Linked DNA regions of Mus musculus: region 2 is linked to region 1. The links are chromatin contacts, called in public ChIA-PET maps. All regions are on one chromosome and are shown on one strand. Each heading gives the region's core, a stretch centred on a gene start, on an enhancer-like site or on the middle of the called end of the contact. The rest is flanking DNA. Distances are from core to core; before and after follow the strand shown. Region 1 has its middle 7.5 kb from the start of Gm38926. Region 2 overlaps Lmntd1 (lamin tail domain containing 1).

What was found. ChIA-PET counts read pairs in DNA pulled down with a chosen protein or histone mark.
Region 2: an RNA polymerase II ChIA-PET map of memory CD8 T cells shows a contact between it and region 1, with 205 read pairs. The contact joins two enhancer-like sites. A contact is called at or near these places in 1 of 15 datasets of contacts at CTCF or cohesin (pro-B cells), 18 of 484 Hi-C or Micro-C datasets (8-cell embryo, B cells, CD8 T cells and 13 more) and 3 of 115 datasets of contacts at active chromatin or transcription factors (effector CD8 T cells, embryonic stem cells and memory CD8 T cells).

The regions. Positions count from the first base shown.
Region 1 is chr6:145,339,540-145,342,176 of GRCm38.p6, reverse strand. No RefSeq gene overlaps it. Among named protein-coding and RNA genes, the nearest start is that of Gm38926, 7.5 kb to the left of the region's middle. Within about 2 kb of position 1,321, at least 422 of the 459 cell types and tissues checked have an H3K27ac peak or open chromatin away from gene starts, as enhancers often do. A contact at or near this core is called in CD8 T cells, Th2 cells, effector CD8 T cells and 1 more, where this site is marked.
Region 2 is chr6:145,416,186-145,418,822 of GRCm38.p6, reverse strand. It overlaps Lmntd1 (lamin tail domain containing 1), which reads left to right. Exons shown (of 10, transcript NM_028742.2): 7 at 1,304-1,423. Among named protein-coding and RNA genes, the nearest start is that of Lmntd1, 17 kb to the left of the region's middle. Within about 2 kb of position 1,317, at least 25 of the 459 cell types and tissues checked have an H3K27ac peak or open chromatin away from gene starts, as enhancers often do. A contact at or near this core is called in CD8 T cells, Th2 cells, effector CD8 T cells and 1 more, where this site is marked.

The DNA.
Region 1 (2,637 bases), core at 72-2,571:
AAGCAACATTCACAATTGTATGATTTCATTTACTTGAGAGTAACCAAAAAAATGGCATCTGTGATTTCACCTAACAGCATCCTGAAGCTCTGGCAGCTCGCCCTGAGAGTCCTGATACCAGCCTGCCCCATCTTTGTCTATGGGTATCTGTGATGGTGAAGCATTTGCCAGCAGAGGGAGCTCTTTTGCTAGAATCCAAAGCGCTTACTTGTCTCTCTGTCTCTGTCTCTCTCTCTTAGGAAAAAAAAAAAAAAACTGCAAACTACGAAGCAGTCCGCTTTGAGGCATTGTCTTCACTGTTACATGAAGTCGCTGAATGAGCTCTGGGTTATTTAGGACTACACAGATGTCACGGGAGAACGTCGATTAATATAATTTAGTAAGATGTTTGTGGCTTGTGCTTTTTGTCTGACTACTTCGCACAACCTGACAGACCCTCCTGGATGTGCCGCGCCTGCTTTCAGGACCTGGCTTTTTAACCCCCGGCTGGAGGGAGACACTGTTTTTTGCTTTTTAAATTCGGCTTGGGTGTTTGTTTGCAAATAGGATCTCACTACGTGGCTTTCAATCCTCCTGCCTCAGCTCCACCGCACCCGGATGCAGTTTAAATTTGGTTCTAAACCGGGAGACATCGTAAGTCCTGCATCTCCGAGCCCTGCTGGCTTTCTTCTCCAGCTCGCTGCGTCTTACAGCGACCACAGCACGCAGTCTGTTTTGAGCATCGGAGTGGCCAGTCATCTCACAGAACCGTGGCGGGTCAGCTCTCACGTGGTTTAAATTTAGCCGCTAGGAGCCACCCGCAGCATCTGCTCCCGGGTCTCCTTGAAAACTTTTCGTAGAAAGCAAAAAGATCCAGTGTCAATCGGCGGGCAGAGCTGATGTTCCCTGAAGGCGAAGGACGTCCTACTGGACCACCACCTGCCCCATTTTATTTCATTAAAAATATATGCATGTGTATATATGTGTATGTATGTATATGTATATATATGTGTGTGTGTATACACACACACATACATATGTGTATGTGTGTATATATATTCATATATATGTATATATGTATAGTTTTCTCTCCACATTTTTACATAGCCCAGGCCAGCCTGGAACTCAAGGCAATCCTCCTGTCTCAGCCTCTGCGAGGCAGGGATGACGGACACATGCCAACCCACCCCGCCCTACTTCAGACCTGGCGGTCGGCAGGTCCGGCGACTCCGCCCACTGTCTTGCCGGGGAGGGGCAGGCGCGCTCCCGTCCAGGTCGCGGCACGGTTGTGTCAGCCCCTATGCAAATGAGATACCCAGAGCGGCCAATCGGAAGCCGGCGGGGCGGTGACGTGCTCTCAGAGCCCGGTGGTATTTATAGCTCGTATTTAAAGAGCCCTGGGGAGTCTCCCGCTCGCTGGGCGGCGGCGCGGAGCTGCGCGGTGGCGGGTGTCGAGGGGGGGAGGGGGCTGGGCCCGGACGGAGAGTGCAGAGTGCAATGGTCTCGCCCCGCTCCTAATGGTCCTTGCCTGGGCTCCTGGACAGAGGGAGAGCTCTGTCACTTGAACAATTAATGTTTCTTCCTTTCCCTTTTCTTCCTTCCTTCCTTTCTCTTTTTTTTAGCTCTTTGGACAGAATCTAACTCTAACCTAAGCTGAACTGTAGACCACTGTATAACACAAGCTGGTCTGTCCACGAACTCTCAGCGAAACTCCTGCCTCAAGTCTGAGTTTGCAGACCGATGTTGCAGTCGTGCACCATCGCGCCCAGCTTGACTATACATACGAATTTACACATATATATGTATATTATATACTTTAAATCATTTTTTAAGCTAGGGATTTGGACTCTCAAGCAAGAGCAGAAGATTCACTCCGACCCCACCCCAAGCCTCAGTCGGAGTCACCACCAGTAGTGGGGTTTCCTGGTACTTGCTGCTTGGAAGCCGTCTTCCTGGAGGGGGGGGGAGGGGAAGACAATACGAGCTGGAAAGCCAAGAGTCGTGGGATTAGGGGGCGGGGCAGTTGGCTAGGTGACAGTGTGATCATGGAAAATAAGATGCAAGATAGTGGCGGTGATCATCCCGTTTCAGTCGACTGATCGCCAGACTCTGCAGTGCGAAAGCAGGAAGCGCATGACATCAGAGGACGGAGGAGCCCTGAATAGGACCCGGTGTCTGCAAAGCTGGCTGGCTTCCTCTCTCCTCCTCCCCTATACCTCTATCTTATAGCAGAATTTGGTCTTGACGGTGAGCTCAGGCACTGGGTGCTGCCCTAGGGAGACACTGACCAAGTTTAGTATGCCTGGGTGCCTGTTCACCTGAGTGTATAATGACACAGACCTCAGATTCGTTTAAGGACAATCAGGCTGTTAGATGGGTTTGTAGAAAGGAGCTAACCTAAAGTGCTATGATTACCACCCTAACCTAACGAACAGATGGCGAATGGGGAGACCCTCACTAGTATGCAGGACACAAAGGCTTCTCAGCTACCTCCACAAATACAGTTCTCAGTAAGCCAAGATTGGGTTGTTACCCACCAAAGGGTCTGGGGTGTGCCTGGTCCCTTCTTGTTTTTTTGTTTGTTTGACTGTCTGTCTGTTTGGTTTTTGTTGTTGTTGTTGTTATTGTTCTTCCTTAGAAAGGTGTGCTTGACATAGA
Region 2 (2,637 bases), core at 68-2,567, 77 kb before region 1:
ACACTATCAGCCAGGAGTGTCAGGAGCTAGGGAAACTTTAAGCCAGGACCACAGGGCTGCCTTGAACAGAAAAACATCACAAGCAGGGAATACCGTGAGGGAACATGGTGAGCTGGGGGTAGCAGGAGCTGGGAGCACTGGGAGCTGGGAGCACTGGGAGCTGGGAGCACTGGGAGCCAGGAACACTGGGAGCCGGGAACACTGGGAGCCGTGAACGCTGGGAACTGGGAACAGTGAGCTGGGAACACTGAGAGCTGGGAGCACTAAGAGCTGGGAGCACTGGGAGCTGGAAGCACTGAGAGCTGGGATCACGGGGAGCTGGGAGCACTGGGAGCTGGGAACACTGGGAGCTGGGGACACTGAGAGAGGAGCACTATGTGCTGGGAGCACAGATGAGAGCATTGTGAACTGGGAGCACTGAGAGCTGGGAACACTGGGAGCTGGGAACACTGGGAGCCAGTAATAATGTCAGAGCTGGGTTCCTATAGGGAATGCTGCCTCTACTGTCAGCCTGTGGCTTGGCACAAGTGGCCTCGTGGATACTTGATCTTTGTACTAAATGTGATTTTGTGGTTTGTAGTGTCGTGGATGGATGCCTGTACTTTGCTCTCCACAGCTTTCTTCCGTGTAGTAAGCAATCATATTCTGGCTTGTCCTTCAAAGTGAAAATCCTAAGTCTGAAAATGGATTCTTAAAAGAGAAGTAAAGAGCTGGTCATCTCAGAGAGCAGGCACTAAGGGGGTTCTCCCTGACACCCCCCATCTGTGACCCTCTGAACCTTGATGTCTGGTCTGTAGCCATGTGCTGCAAGAGTATGTGTGTGCTTGTTTTACATGACACTGAGATAAGATCTCTACAAAATTACTTTAGAAAACCACAAAATCAAGCTACAAAAACAAGCAAAGCAAAACAAAAAACCTCAAAGGTACGACCTAGTGTTTTGAATAAGCCTACAGTGTGCATTTATATCTATCCTGGATCCGCTTGCGGACCACAAGCCAGGGCTGGGTGGTTGTTTAAACCGTGTTCGGTCACTGTTTAGCATTACATTATATTTTAAAACAACCTAGAAGCTCAGATGCCTATATAGTCCCAGGTCCTCAGGAGGCTAAAGCTGAGGCACAGAAATGATGTGAACGTAGGAATTCTAGCCAAGACCAGGCAAATGCAGGGAGAGCCTTCCCACCTTTAATGACAACGAAAACCCTATCTGTTCAGAAAGATTAATAACAATAGCACCGTCGGATGTGGCTCTGGGTGGAACCGCAGTAGCACTTGTCAGCAACAAACTGCTTTCTCTAAGGTGTGGGCAGCAGCTTCGGAAGCAAAGCCACAGCCACCAACGGACTTTGTTTGGGAGGAACAGAGCAAGTTCCGATCCAGTCCGGACTGCACGACCATCTTGTGCAAGCCCAATGGTGAGGTGAGTGTCAGAGTTTTCAACACTCGATGCTGGAGTAGCCGGCCACTGTTCCCTTCGGCCCTTGGTCCTGCTCACATTCTGCACAGCACATCTAGAGTCACCCCCAAATGCCCCCAGCTAGTGCCTCAGGCAGACCAACACCCCTCTCTCCCAGTGTGTGCCCAGCAGCAGTCAGGGTGTCCCGAGTTTCTGATCAACAGCTGTCTCCTATCCCTCCCCAGTGTGCCCCCTTCTGGCCATTTGGAGTTATGGCACCCTGAGCTTCCGAAGGCTGCAGCAGATTCAGAGTCAGGGGTGGGCTTTATTTGCGATCCTGACTGGAAGTGTGAGATAAGGAAGGTACTGCACATGGCCTTCTCTGCTCAGCTATTCATCCCAACAATGTTTCTTGGGAGTCTTGCCTTTGCCTATGCTCTAGGCTGAACTATGCACAAGGAACACAACACAAAGACTTGATCTCTGCGCCCAGGGGGGTGCACAAGCTAATGGAAGGGCTTATACTCTTAATTTGAAATAACTATCTTCTATGCGGAATAAAATGAGATACTTTAGAAATAATTTTCTGGGATTCTTTCCCCATGCTTGGCAGTCTCATGCTTTCGTTGGTATAAAACTAGCATAATTATAATTTATTCTTTAATTCTTATCCCTAGACAAATTTGCTACGCCACAAAACCATTAACACCCCCCCCCATAATATGTGGACTAGAGTATGAATTTCTTTCTTACTTCATTATACAATGATATTCGGTAACTACCTGTTGAACAGGCTAGAGTAAAATTTTAAAAGATTTTATTTTCTGTATATGTTGTAGGGTGTGTGTATGTATTATGTGGCATATGTGTGTGAGTGTTCACAGCATGGGGTTGTGTGTGTGCAGTGTATGTGTGTGTGTATGTGTCTGAGTGTGTAGAGAATGTGTGTATGTGTGCAGTGTGGGGCATATGTGTGCCTCCTGTGTGTGCATGAGAAAGAATATATGTGCGTGCATATGAGAGAGTGTGTGTGTGCAGTGTGGGGTGTATGTATGTGTGTGAATGTATGCAGTAGTATGTGTGAGAGCATGTGTGTGTGAGGATGCATGCAGTGTAGTGTGTGTGTGTATGAATGTTTATAGCATAGCATGTGTGTGAGCGTGTGTGTGTGTGTGTGTGTGTGTGTGTGTGTGTGTCCTCAGAGTAAAGAAGGGAGTTCAGAATCTCAAGAGTTGGAA